Regions from separate parts of the Oryctolagus cuniculus genome. Here region 1 is linked to region 2. Evidence: chromatin contacts called from public Hi-C data. All regions are on one chromosome and are shown on one strand. Each heading gives the region's core, a stretch centred on a gene start, on an enhancer-like site or on the middle of the called end of the contact. The rest is flanking DNA. Distances are from core to core; before and after follow the strand shown. Region 1 holds the start of BYSL (bystin like). Region 2 holds the start of MRPS10 (mitochondrial ribosomal protein S10).

Region 1 (6,972 bases), core at 3,796-6,295, 260 kb before region 2:
CCATCCCACGTCTCTATGTTTTAAGCCCCTACTTCAATGCTGCTCCTCCCAGAAGCATCACAACCGAGTCAGCAGTTACCGCTGGCCTGAATTCCCTGAGCAAAGCTGTGCTCCACTTATGGCATTTCTTGGACTGACTTCAAAAACAGTTTTCTAGCCTTGTTCTCTTAATAAATCATAGATTTCCAAAATGCAAGCCCTGTAAACTTCCTTGTTTTTTAATCTCAAATAATGCTGGGTATGTGGTAGGCCATGGACTTCCCCAGGTCCCAGGGCCAGCTTCCACCTTACTCCTCTCTGCCAATTTCAGTATGTATATTTAGGCTCACGGATGAAGTCTTCTCATACAGGTACCCCTCTGCACCACAAAACAGAGCAGCAGCATATCAAAAGGAAGGCGCATTTTCACTCCACAACTTCTGAGACCCATTTCAAAGCAACAATAAGGAGGCTGACATTCAAAGTGATGAAGGAGTCACCTTCCAAAAGTGGCTCCAAAAGTTGTCCTAGTCTGCTGCAGGTCCTGCCACAGCTCCTGCACATCATCACCCACATGTCTCCCTCAGTTCTCCCTTCCCTTCTCCGGCAAGTCAGGCATCGTATGCTTTTACCTGCTGTGCACCCAGCTTCCCATTTCCCATGCTGGGCTACTGATTCCATAACTGATGAAAGAAAGGGTAAAAAATTCATGGAGAGAAAGCCAGGAGCTTGGAATCAGGGGTCAGGCAGGCAAAAACATCTGTGTGACCTGGGCTGCCTGGAAAACCTTCAGAGCCCTCTGCTGCGCAGCCCCTCAGCACCACCTGCTCCCACTTCACCGAGATCTTACCTCCACAGAGATGCCCCGGGCACTGGGACCCATTGTCACAGTGCCCACCTTCACCAGGAAGTCACAGTACTGGTAACGGGTGCCCCGAGTCTCAATCTTGCTGGCCTTGGCACTCTGGAAAAAGCCCTTGAGCTTCACCATGAGCACATCAAAGTTGGTGTCAGCAATAAGGCAAGGGCCATTCTCAAAGAGGGCGAAGCAGCTCAACGGGTACTCCGAGTTGTGCATGACATACATCAGCTTCCCGGCCTGACCTGCAACGGACGGAGACCTACTCATCACCCAGGCTTTCGCTGGCAGACCCAGGCTGGGATCAACGCATGGAACAAGGCCAGCTGGCAAGCGGGTACTACTTTAGCAGTCCTGCATACCAGTGTGTATGTGGGGAGTGGTTCCCCTCTCCTTGGTGGCTCACAGAGGGATGCTTAGATGACTAACAGCTCATACAGAAAAAAAAGCTCAAACAAAATGTACTATGTTCTTTAGTATCTGAGAGTATTTCACAAAGACTGTAGAAAATGGAATCAGAAAACAAGCCTAGAGGCCAGTGTTGTGGTGCAATGGGTAATCCACCTCCTACAACACTGACTTCCATGCTGGACTGCTAGTTTTGAGTCCCAGCTACTCCACTGCTGTTTCAGTTTCCTGCCAATGTGCTTGGGAAGGCAGAAGATGACCCAGATACTTGGGCCCTGCTACCCACGTGGGAGTCCAGAATGCAGCTCCCAAACCTGGCTATTGTGGTCATTTGGAGAGTATTCCAGTAGATGAATGATCTCTCTCTGTCATTCTTTCAAATAAATAAGCATTTTTAAGTCCATTTTGGTACAAAAAATTTTTGAAATCTATGCATATTTTTTCATTATATGCTTTTTTGGGGCTGGTGCTATGTCAAAGCAGATAAAGCTGTTGCCTGCAGCACCAGCATCCCATTTGGGTACTGGTTTGAGTACCAGTTATTCCACTTCCAATCCAGCTCCCTACTAATGCACCTGGGAAAGCAATGGAAGATGGCCCAAGTGCTTGGGTCCCCACACCCATGTGAGAGACCCAGAAGAAGCTCCTGGTTTTTGATTGGCCCAGCTCCAGCCGTTGTGGCCATTTACAGAGTGAATCAGTGGATGGAAGATCTCTCTGTCTCTATAACTCTGCCTTCACATAAAATAAATCTTAAAACAAAATATGTATTTTAGACTCTTCACATGCATGTCCAAACTCATTAAGATTATGCACTGAATATATACAATTAAATATATACAATTCTTTGTCTATCACTTATACCTCAAAGCTTAAAAAAAGTTCTAAAGGCAGAAAAACAAAAATATCCCCGGTCTAAGAAATAAAAGACCAAGAATGAATAAATTTACAAAGACATCTTGCCATGTGTTCTGGAATACACAAAAGCATAAGGAACTCTCATTAATGCCCGTGAATTCCAAGGCACATTCCAGCCGTCCTACATACCCATCTCACTGACCTTGGCTTCCAAGGGTAGAGGCAGCCGTGTGATAAGTCTCACAATCCACACAAAACGTTCCTTGCTTCTCTGCCCCAAGCATCTCCAATTTTCGGGTGAGGAGCTCCACGGTCTGCTGGACACTCTTGCCCTCGGCCACAGGCATCTGGGACACACTGGGAAGGAGAGAACCACAGTGTCAGTACCCAGACACACACATACTCACTTAGCCATTCTATCCACAGAACTGTGGCTCAGCCAAGCCAGAAGCTACGACCCCACCCCTCCCTCACGTTGTAAAGATGCGGAAATAGAAGCCGCCAGCCAGCCAGCGCCGCGGCTCACTAGGCTAATCCTCCACCTAGTGGCACCGGCACACTGGGTTCTAGTCCCAGTCGGGGAGCTGGATTCTGTCCCGGTTGCCCCTCTTCCAGGCCAGCTCTCTGCTGTGGCCAGGGAGTGCAGTGGAGGATGGCCCAAGTGCTTGGGCCCTGCACCCGCATGGGAGACCAGGAGAAGCACCTGGCTCCTGCCATCGGATCAGCGCGGTGCGCCGGCTGCCGGCTGCGGCGGCCATTGGAGGGTGAACCAACAGCAAAGGAAGACCTTTCCCTCTCTCTGTCTCTCTCTCTCACTGTCCACTCTGGCTGTCAAAAAAGAAAAAGAAAGATTTTGGTGCCAAAACATTGCATAGTTTTTCATAATACATACTTTCTGTGAACTTTCTGAAGTACTTTCAGAGAATCCCTGAAGCTACAAGGGACAGAGGTCCTAGGATTTTGGAAAAGTTGATAAGGGCGCCCCCAGGAATGGCCGGCAACAAAGCCAGGAACTTCATCAGGTCTCCCACGTGGGTGCAGGGGCCCAAGGTCTTGGGCCATCTTCTACTGCTTTCCCAGGCCATTACAGAGAGCTGGATTGGAAGTGGAGCAGCCAGGACTTGAACCAGTGCCCATAAGGGATGCCGGCACTGCAGGCAGTAACTTAATCTGCTACACACAGTCCCAACCCCTGTGCTGCAACTTTTCCACCTCCATCCCGCACCAGCACCCTCACTCTGCAGGGCTTGGGAGGGTTGTGGTAGGGGAAACAAGAGTGCAAGCCCCAGAAACCCCTGGCTACTGGGAGAAATTGTGTTCCCTCTACCCCCAACTATTTTTAAAAGAGAAGCCTAGGGGGCCAGTGCTGTGGTGCAGTAGGTTAATCCTCCATTTGTGGTGCCGGTATCCCATATGGGTGCCGGTTCGAGTCTTGGCTCCTCCTCTTCCAATCCAGCTCTCTGCTATGGCCTGGGAAAGCAACAGAAGATGGCCCAAGCGCTTCGGATTGGCGCAGCTCCAGCCATTGGGGCCATCTGGGGAGTGAACGAGCAGATGGAAGACCTTTCTGTCTCTCCCTCTCACTGTCTGTAACTCTACCTCTCAAATCTTTCAAAAAAGAGAAAAAAAAGAGAAGCCTATAACTCCTGGCTTCAGATATCCTGGCCTCCAGGCCTCTCTGATGAGATGCTCACAACCAAGACTTAAAAAAAAAAAAAAAAAGAAGAAGAAGAAAAAAGGTGCAGAGACCCAGCACCTTGGAACTAAGGTCTCCAAGATCCCTGGGTTCATACCCTTCCCCTCCACCCCATCCTCTTCCATCTGGGTTTGAGAACATGTTCAGAGATTTAAAAGTCCATTGGGGGCCAGTGCTGTGGCGTGGAGGGTAAAGCAGCTGCTTGTAGAGCTGGCATCCCATGTGGGTGCCGATTTGAGAGCCGGCTGCTCCACTTCCGATCCAGCTCTCTGTCATGGCCTGGGAAAGCAGTAGAAGATGGCCCAGGTGCTTGGGCCCCTGCACCCCCATGGGAGACCTGGAAGAAGCTACAGGCTCCTGATCGGCCCAGCTCCGGCTATTGCAGCCATTTGGGGAGAGAACCAGCAGATGGAAGCTCTCTCTCTGCCCCTGCCTTTCTTTAACTCTGCCTTTCAAATAAATAAATCTTTTTTTTTTTTAAGTGCACTGAAACTGAATCAACCGTATAAACGTAGTAGGAGGCAGGTCATGAGGAAGTAAAGTGTCTGGAAACCTGATCTTCTAATTCCCAGTAGTTTCCATTTTGATCCTGTAGACCCGAATGAGAACCAGATACAGGCTGATTATTGGGTGGCTACAGGTAGGGGGAGGCGAACACACAAACACCGCCTCGTTGCCTATCTCCTATCAGCTTTAACCCTACCTGCGGGTGGGTTCTAGTCTGAAAAGCCCTGTTTCCGACCTCGAAGTCCCACTTTCTGCACTACTAGGATTTCAAGGGTAGCAAGACGTACCAAGAAAAAGAGAAGAGGGTACACAACCCATGCATAAGGTTCCTGAGATAAAACCTTTTCCTTGCTTCCTTCCAGGAGCAATGGGGCCCATTAGGGCCCGAGACTCACGGCCCTTAGAGTGCCCACATCCACGCAGCCCGAGGGCATTTTGCTCAGCTCCCGGAGAACGGCGGACTTCAGTCCCCGACCCTCCAGGTTTCAAGGGACCTTCACGACCCAAGTCCCGCCCCATAAAACCCTTTGTGATCCTACCAGGTCACTCCCATAGCGTCAGGCCTGGAAAGCGGCACGACCACACAGCCGAAACAGCGCTCTCCCGAAGCCCACAAGAACTAAAAACTACCGCAGGCTCGGGTCGCGGGAGGGGCTCCGGAAGTACGTAAAAACAGAGCGCCGGTTAGACGCACCAGCAGCGACTCTGGGTGACGCCTCCAGTGAGGTCATCGGCCCGATTCCCAGCCCCTCCCCTGGCTTGCAGTTCCGGAAGTTTCCGTTTGGTTGGCCACCCTGGTCCTAGATCCAGAAAGCTAGGAAAGCGTGGCCCGGGCTGCCACCATTTAGAGACGTCAACGTCAAAGGCAATGCATTTGTTCCGGGCTCCGGCTCCAGGACTCGGGAGTTCCCTGCGGGAGTGCAGTGGTGCTGGCTGCTTTTCTGGCCTCCGAACGCGTAGGGGCGCTGTGAGCGCGTGGCCTCTCGGCACAGACCTGGGCGTTCATTGCCGAGCGCACATCCTGGGCTGTCGCCGTACCCACGTGTGAGTTTGCCGGGCCGCATTATCGAGAAAAATGCCGAAATTCAAAGCGGCCCGTGGGGCTGGGGCTCAGGAAAAACACGCGCCCCTGGCCGAGCAGATCCTGGCTGGGAACGCGGTGCGGTCAAGTGCCCGGGAAAAGCGGCGGGGCCGCGGAACCGGGGAAGAGGAGGAAGAGTATGTGGGGCCCCGGCTGAGCCGGCGGATTTTGCAGCAAGCACGGCAGCAACAGGAGGAGCTGGAAACCGAGCACGGCTCTGGGGACGGGCCCGCCAAGCCTCGGGAGCGCGCCACGCGGCTGGGTGAGCGTCCGCGGGGAAGGCAGTAGTTGGGTTGGGGGGTGGACGGCCCACAGGTGTCCGGCAGGGGAGTACCTTGGATTCAAAACCGGGTTGCACGTTGCTCTCTACCGAGAGCAGGGCAGGTGGAAGACCGAACCCTGCAGGCCCGCTCCCTGTTTTTAGTGCTCCTTTCGCCGCGTCCCGCAAGTTAGGCCAATAGGAAGTGATGGCTCAGGCCACCAAGTTCTCCTAGCATTTGTCCAACGGTTTTGTAAATATGGGATGCTCGCTACCGGCTTTGCACGATGCTGGGAGTTTTGATGGATTGCGTGCAGAAATAAACAAGATATAGCTCGGGACCTTACAGTCTAAACCAAGAGAGAGACAATTAGAACAGTAAATTCCATGGGAAAGAAAGTCTCGTTTCTCTGGAAACGATAGCATTCGTGTAGGGGTCAGAGTTGCCCAGCCTGGAAGCTGAGACCTGAAACCGAATGTTCATAACAGAAAAAGCAGTATTGTTTAGGGGCCAAGTGGAGGGAGAGATGATTGAAAAATGTTGACTGTTTTCTCATAGGGGAGAAGCCTTGACCTCTGAGTTGTTTAACCGACTTCTCAGAGCTTATCTTATTTGTAGAAAAGCAGTATTTGACGCAATTGAACCCTGCTCTTCTGGCTACAGTATCTTTATCTGAAAGGCAGAGAGAGAAAACTTGCTTCCCCTAATCTACTTCCCAAACGCCTGCTGCCTGCTACGGCCAGGGCTGGGCCAGACCAAACCTGGAACTCAGTGTAGTTCTTCCGGGTGGGTTGCAGGGACACAATGACTTGAGCTCCCTCCTGTTGTCTCTCAGGGTCTATATTAGTGGGAAGCCTGAATCTGCAGTGGAACCAGGACTCGAACCCTGGCATTCAGTTATGGGATGTGGGTTTCCTAAGCTGTTTCTTTCTTTTTTTTCTTTTTTTAAGATTTATTTATTTACTTGAAAGGAAGAGACACAGAGATCTTTTATCCACTAGTTCACTCCCCAAATGGTCACAATGACTGAGCTGGGCCGGGCCAAATCCGGAGCTCCATCTGGGTCTCCTTGGCTTTTGCAGGCATTTGAAACTTCCTGTTCAAGTTTCATGATTTAACTACCATCTATTTAGTGAGTGTTACCTACTTTTTATTCCAGCCCTGATCTCTTCCAAGAAACTCAAAATTTTTTTATCTATTTATTTGAAATCTTGTATCCACTGGTTCATTCCCCAGATGGCGGCAACCAGCAAGGCTTCATCCCGGTCTCCCCTGTGGGTGCCGGGGCCCAAGCACTTGGGCCATCTTCTGCTGCTTTCCCCAG
Region 2 (7,244 bases), core at 4,011-6,510:
GTGGGACACTATGTATAACACAACTCCATTTAGTGTGCAGACGATATAAGTATACAAAGGCAACTGTCTACAAGGACCCAGAACAAACTGTTAAAGGGGTTATTTTTTAGGAGTATAAATGGAAGTACCTGGAATTTGTAAGGACTCTTAGGCATTAAAAATAACACAAAAACTTTGGGCTGATGGAACATTGGCTCTGACAAGGTTACACAGCTATGTCTGCATTTCTGTTACTTGTGCTAATGCTCCTTCTTCCTGTGAACTATGACGCATGGCCCAGGCCTGGGCTCAGTACTTAAAGTAAAATCAAAGACTTGAAGGCTACAAGAAAACTGTTTTCCAATAACATAACATCAAGTATTCTGCGTCATTAATTATTACAACTCTTTAAACTGGACTGAAAGCAGACTGGTCATTAGCACAGTTATTTGGGATAAATAACTTGTTCATCTAGAACTTACCTTGATACCCTGAAAAACAGCATGATCATCCTGACACATCAGAGAATAGGCACAGCAGACACTTGCCAGTATTCCAGAACGAAAGCTTAAAAAAATTTTTAAACTGATGTATTTGAGTCAGAGAGGGAGAAAGAGATCTCCCATCCACTGGCTCACTCCCTAAATGCCTGCAATAGCCAGGGCTGGGCCCGGCTGAAGCTGGGAGCTGGGGACTCATTATAGGCCTCCCACGAGGGCGGCAGGGACCCAACCACTTAGCCATCAGCTGCTCCTCACAGGGTGTGCATTAGCAGGAAGCTGGAATTAGGAGCAGAGCCAGGACTTGAACCTGTGCACTCCAACATGGGATATGGGCCTTCTAACTGGTATCTTAATTACTAGGCCAAATGCCCGGCTGCAGAACAAATTATTTTATTCATAAAATGCTTGGAAAACAACCCCAAATAAAACAATAAGGAAAATTCAAGAAATAGAGAACACATACCATAGGTTTGGTCAATTCCTTAGGAACGTCGATGTGTAGATTTGAAAACTGTACCCACTTCATATTGGTACTGCTGGGGGGGGGGGGGGAGAAACCTAAGTTAAAAAAAAAGTACAGGAACCCACTTTCATGCTTAATGCAGCACATTCAATTGTATACTTACAGAAGAAAACCCCCATTTTTGGTTGCACTGTCCTTAAAACCATTTATGGGAAAACTCCCCAAGTCCTGGAAACAAGAGCAGGGGGAACATGCGTTAGAAATGGGGCTGACTGCCAAGCTATTCATGGCTTCCACTAGAAATCATGTGACTTCACCTTCTCATTATTATTTTACAGAATAATCGTATTTCAATATTATACTTATTTTGCCTGAATATTTTCAAACAATAAAAATAATTAGGCATTTTTATAACCTAAGCTATTAAGATTTGGAGGAAGAATTCTAAAGCAGAGTTACAGAGAAGCAGGGGCAGAGAGAGAGGTCTTCCATCTGCTGGTTCACTCCCCAAACGGCTGATCGGAAGCCAGGAGCCAGGAGCTTCTTCAGGGTCTCCTACTCGGATGCAGAGGCCCAAGCACTTGGGCCATCTTGTACTGCTTTCCCAGGCCAAAGCTGAGAACTGGATTGGAAGCGCGACAGCTGGGACTCTAACTGGCACCCAAATGGGATACCGGTGCTTCAGGCATTGGCTTTATCTGCTACACCAGAGCGCCAGCCCCTAAAGCACTCTTTCCAAGCATACATATTTTTTGGCGTAGCTGGGACAATTGGCTTACAAATGAAAAGCTATGCAGTGCACACTGGAGCTCATTCCCAGCATTAACTACTGTGCGGCAAACTACAACACTTCATCATTTCCAAATCCTCTTTTGTCGGCTGCCCCTAGTGGGACAAAACTTTCTAGTTTCAGGAAACTTAAACAGTACTGTGCTTGCACATAATGGTTTGCAGCCCATGGTTTTTCTTTTAAGCTTTCCTGAGATTTAAAAGTGTAACGTGAGGGGAGTGTTTGGCACAGCAGTTACAATGCTGCTTGCGACGCCTCCATTCCATACCCACATCAGAGCGCCCGTGTTTGAGTTCTGGCTTGACTTCCAATCCCACTTCCTGCTACCGTACACCCTGGAAAACAGCGGATGGCGGTTCCAGCAGTTGGGTCCCTGTCTCCTATGTGAATTTTTTTTAAAAAGAATTATTTATTTATTTGAAAGTCAGAGTTACAGAGAGAGCAGAGGCAGAGAGAGAGAGAGGGGGGGGGGGGTCTTCCATCCGCTGGTTCACTCCCCAGATGGCCGCAGCGGCCGGAGCTGCGCTGATCCAAAGCCAGGAGCCAGGAGCTTCTTTGGGGTCTCCCATGCGGGTGCAGGGCCCAAGGACTTGGGCCATCCTCCACTGCCTTCCCGGGCCACAGCAGAGAGCTGGATAGGAAGCAGAGCAGCCAGGTCTTGAACCAGCACCCATATAGGATGCCGGTGCTTCAGGCCAGGGCATTAACCTACTGCACCACAGCTTCGGCCCCCACCTATGAGAACTGAGATCTGTGCTTCTGGCTTGGCCTGGTCTAGTCTGGGCTGTTGCGGGCATGTAGGAAATAAATTTGCCTTCCAAGTAAAATAAAAATAAATAAAAAATTCTAAAGCCCGAAGATTTCTGCTAAAAAAAAATGTAACCTGAGAAATTAGAATAACAATAAGGATTATTATGCCGGCGCCGTGGCTCAATAGGCTAATCCTCCACCTTGCGGCGCCAGCACACGGGGTTCTAGTCCCGGTCGGGGCGCCGGATTCTGTCCCGGTTGCCCCTCTTCCAGGCCAGCTCTCTGCTATGGCCAGGGAGTGCAGTGGAGGATGGCCCAGGTGCTTGGGCCCTGCACCCCATGGGAGACCAGGAAAAGCACCTGGATCCTGGCTCCTGCCATCGGATCAGCGCGGTGCGCCGGCTGCAGCGGCGGCCATTGGAGGGTGAACCAACGGCAAAAGGAAGACCTTTCTCTCTCTGTCTCTCTCACTGTCCACTCTGCCTGTCAAAAAAAAAAAAAAAAAAAAAAAGTAACAATAAGGATTATTGAAAATACAATGAAGATGAAAATAACAGTTCAGCACAAGTGAAGTTTAATTAAAACAACTGATGGCACCTAAATATGTTTTAAAAGCCTACTCTTAGTTTTATTATCCTTTCTTGTTCCTAACCCAAAATGAAGATAAACCATAGCTTTCCCAGGGCCAAGGGGGAAAATCAAAAGAAGTGAAATCAGGCACAATACAAGATAGTACAGGTTGTGTGTGCACCATTCTTCATACACAGTCACACAGAAAATTCCCTCCTTGGGGCCAATGTGTGGTGCAGCAGGTAAACCCACCGCCTGTGACGCTGGCATCCCAAATGGGCACAGGTTCCTGTTCCAGCTGCTCCACTTCTGATCCAGCTTCCTGATAATAGTCTGGGAAAGCAGAGGAAGATGGCCCAGGCCCCTGGCCCCTGGCCCCCATGTGGGAGACCCTGATGAAGCTCCTGGCTCCCGCCTTCAGCCTGGCCCAGCACTGGCCATTGCAGCCAACTGGGGAATGAACCAGTGCTTGGAAGATTGCTCTCTCCCTCGCTGTCTGTAACTTTCAGAATAAATAAATAATTAAAAGGAGTGCCAGTTCCGTGGCGTAGCGGGTAAAGCTGTTGCCTGCAGTGCCAGCATCCCATATGGGCACTAGTTCTAGTCCTGGATGCTCCTCTTCTGATCCAGCTCTCTGCTATGGCCTGGGAAAGCAGTAGAAGATGGCCCAAGTCCTGGGGCCCCTGCACCTGTGTGGGAGACCTGGAAGAAGCTCCTGGCACCTGGCTTCAGACTGGCACAGCTCTGGCCGTTGCAGCCATCCAGGGAATGAACCAGCGGATGGAAGACCTCTCTCTCTGCCTCTCCTTCTCTCTCTGTGTAACTCTGACTTTCAAATAAATAAAATCTTTAGAAAAAAAAAAAAAAAAAGGAAAGAAAGTTCCCTCTCTACATTTTAGTGACCCCACAATCCAGTTGTGCAAAGGAGCACAGGTCTAAGGGAACGGCACTTCCGGTTTCTGTGTTCCCAGCAAACCTCAGCTCTCACAAGGTCAAGCCTAAAGTGTTGTTACAGCCACAAATCAATCTTAAGAAGCCCTTACACTTTTCTCTTTTGTTCTTTTTAAAATTCGGTCTGGTTCTCCGGGTGTGGTCTGAGGACCCCTGGCAGGGTCTAGGGGACACTTTCAGGAGCTCCGGCAAATCAAGACACTTTTCCTAGTAACACAAGGCAGTCTGCACCCTGCCACTCTCAGTCCCCAGGCAGAACCGGCGAAGCTTTCTGGAGGCTGCACCAAAGCCCAACTGCAGGGACACAGCCCAGAACCCAGCTGTCTTCCACTAAGCCAGACACGCAAGATTTTTGCAAAAACGCAAACTACTGCCACTCCTTACTAAATCTGTTTTTGTTTTGGAGACTATGGGTAATTTTCAGCAAGTGTTCATTACGTTCCTCCGTAACTAATTTATCCGTGTTACTTTTAAAACAGACTTGTTACTTTTAAACGAGATACTGTCTTATTTTGGAAAACTAGACATAGGTAGCTAACGCCACAAAAACCAAAGCTCTCTGGAGTCCCCCCTCCTTAAGTGTAAAGGGATCGACTCTGGGCGCAAAGCGCTGGAGAACCGCTGCTTAGGTTTCTTGCTTCCGCTCCAAAGAACAAGAGTGCATCCAACTCCTGCCCCTGACTTCAGAGAACCTCATCTAGATCTTCGAAGCCCTGGATGTCGGGGGAGGAATCTCAGTTTAGATGCGGGGCAAATATCCGCGATCTCTGTACCAGCTCAGCCCCCGGTTTCGCGACACAAGCTTCCCGTCATCTTGCGAACAAGAAGGAACGGGTGTTGGAATATACATATGCTCAATATCCTTTCCAGCTCTGACCTCCTACAATTCTTGCTCCTGTCTTTGCCCTGACAGTAGTTTCTGTTTAATCCCATGAGAGGATACGAGGTAAAACCAGCACCCTTTTCCATCACCTCCTTGCAAACAATAGCCCGCGTGAGAAGTACAGGGGAGGCCTCCTGACGGGCAGCAGGGCGGCTGGCAGCAAGACTTGGTGACATCTGACCCCGCCAGCCCGCCCGGCCTCCCCAGCCCGCCTGGTACCTGCCAGAGGCGCCGGCAAACAGACACAACCGCTGACCGCGCCGCCATCTTGCTGCCCCGACCTCCCAGAATTACTTCCGGGGTCACAGCGGCGCCCTCGGATCATAGAGTTTGCAAGAGGAGAGAGCGTATCCTCGTGTTCCGGCACGGGAACTGCCACAGAGACGTGAATTCCCGCTGTTTTATGGGTGAGATGACCCCCGCCCTGGGCAACTCCTGAGCTCGTTAACCTTACGCCTGCCTGTTTCTGAAGTTACCAGGTCACATCAGTGTTCTCCCTTCAAGGCGGGTTTGTCCTGTGGATCCTGTTTTGTTGTAGGAAACCACGTGTTTGGAGAAATACAGTATATTGACAGGTTATCGCTGGGTAGTGAAATAATGATTGATTTGTTTTCTTAAATATTTTCAGAATTTTAACAAAATGTATATTCATTTAAAAAATTTTTAAAAGCCTCCACTACTACAGCGTCCGGGTTCCAATCCCTTACCTTAAAACAATTACCTTCTAGTCAAGGTCTTTAACTCTTACCAGCTTTCCCCAGTGCCAGCCATCTTGTGCACTACGGCCCTAAATATTCCTAAATCATTCTTTTTTGTATGTTCCTCTCATATTTCAGAATTTGCAATGGCTGCCTTCACCTAGGATAACAACCTAAAAGTATTTTGTCTAGTTATTACTGTCACTGTAATTTAGTTTCAAGTAAAAAGGCTTATAATTGGGGTTATAATCTCCCACTTGTGCAGATTTCAGTTTTATTTCCCCAGAGTGCCTTCACATACGCAGTTTATCATAATGGAAAACTCTAGACTTACAATCAGGAGATGTGGTTTCTAATCCCAGGTTTGGCACTTAACTGAGTGGCTTCCCCACCCTGGGACTCAATTTTCTCATGTCAAAAAGAGATGACAATAACAGTTCCTACTTCAAATAGTTGCTCTGAGGGTTCAGTGAGATATACTGACTGTGGTGTTTAGTACAATGCCTGTCACATTATTATGTGTGATAAATGTCATCCACTATTTGTAATACAAAGTTGCTTCTACCTCATCTGCTTCAACAGTTGTTGAAAAGATGAAGAAGATCAAGTTTATGAGAACAAGTCATGGTGTCTAAATAAAGTACTGTGCAGATGTAAAGATATTTTGTTTTTATTCCTTGCAAGTAGGTATTACTTACCCTGTCTTGCGAAAAAGAGAACCAAGGAAGGGGTGGGAAGATTTGCCAAACATCTGACAAGCTGATGAAAGGCCTGGGAATGGAAACCAGTGTTCTTATCCCTCAGGCTGGCCTCAGTCCTCGGGAGGTGTGGCCAAAGTGTCCAGCGTGACCCTACACCCCAGCGTGGAGTGCTTCTGCCGCGGTGGGCTGAGCCCCACCTCGGTGACCTGCCTGCTGTCTTCCGAGTTAGTCTCCCCAGTTCACACGGAGGCAGTCTCTATCAGAGGGCTTTCCAAAGCCTCCCCCCCCACCCCCCCCCAGATGCAGCATTCGCTACCTGCCCCCTTCGGGATAACCTCGCAGCCACAGTGGTGGTGACTACAACTTGCAGGTGACTGTCACTGTGGCATCTAATGTGAAGGTGTGAATTTTACCTGGAGTCAGAGATAAAGTGGCTCACAAAGTCAATGTTGAGTGTCCAGAGTGATCCTGAACCAGTAACTGTCTTCAGAGTCCACCTGAACCAGTGACCACCTTCAGAGTCCTGGTTCGCTGTCTTTTCTTCCCCTGAGTGTGCTGGTTATAATTCGATGATGAGATCCACTTCTATCTGGGTCTTTCTTGGCGGAAAGAACTAGAGGTAGGCACTCTTCCACTGTCTCAAAAGAAGAGGGGGTTTGTTTTATTTTAAAGATTTATTTATTTATTTGAAAGGCGAGTTACACACAGAGAGACAGCTTTCATTCACTCCCCAAATGGCCGCAGATAGGCAGGGCTGGGCCAGGCTGAAGCCAAGAGCTAGGGTGTCTTCTAGGTTCTCCCATGCGGATGCCGGGGCCCCTCTTCCACCGCTTTTCCAGGTCATCAGCGAGGAGCTGGATTGGAAGTGGAGCAGGGGGGAATCGAACTGGCATCCATAGGGGATGCCAGTGTGACAGGAGGCAGCTTAACCCTCTAGGCCACAATACTGGCCCAGA

The links. Hi-C and Micro-C count contacts between places; a contact is called where the count stands out from the background.
Region 1: a contact with region 2 is called in a Hi-C map of an unstated tissue, with 5 times the contacts expected there. The contact joins the promoter of BYSL here to the promoter of MRPS10 in region 2. A contact is called at or near these places in 2 of 6 Hi-C or Micro-C datasets (ear pinna and an unstated tissue).

What each region holds. Positions count from the first base shown.
Region 1 is chr5:127,987,886-127,994,857 of mOryCun1.1, reverse strand. It overlaps BYSL (bystin like), which reads left to right and starts at 5,045. Exons shown (of 7, transcript XM_002714398.5): 1 at 5,045-5,650. The coding sequence starts at 5,383. It overlaps MED20 (mediator complex subunit 20), which reads right to left and starts at 5,000. Exons shown (of 5, transcript XR_517896.4): 1 at 4,847-5,000; 2 at 2,307-2,461; 3 at 830-1,083.
Region 2 is chr5:127,723,376-127,730,619 of mOryCun1.1, reverse strand. It overlaps MRPS10 (mitochondrial ribosomal protein S10), which reads right to left and starts at 5,260. Exons shown (of 7, transcript XM_008262916.4): 1 at 5,109-5,260; 2 at 1,109-1,173; 3 at 946-1,018. The coding sequence starts at 5,156.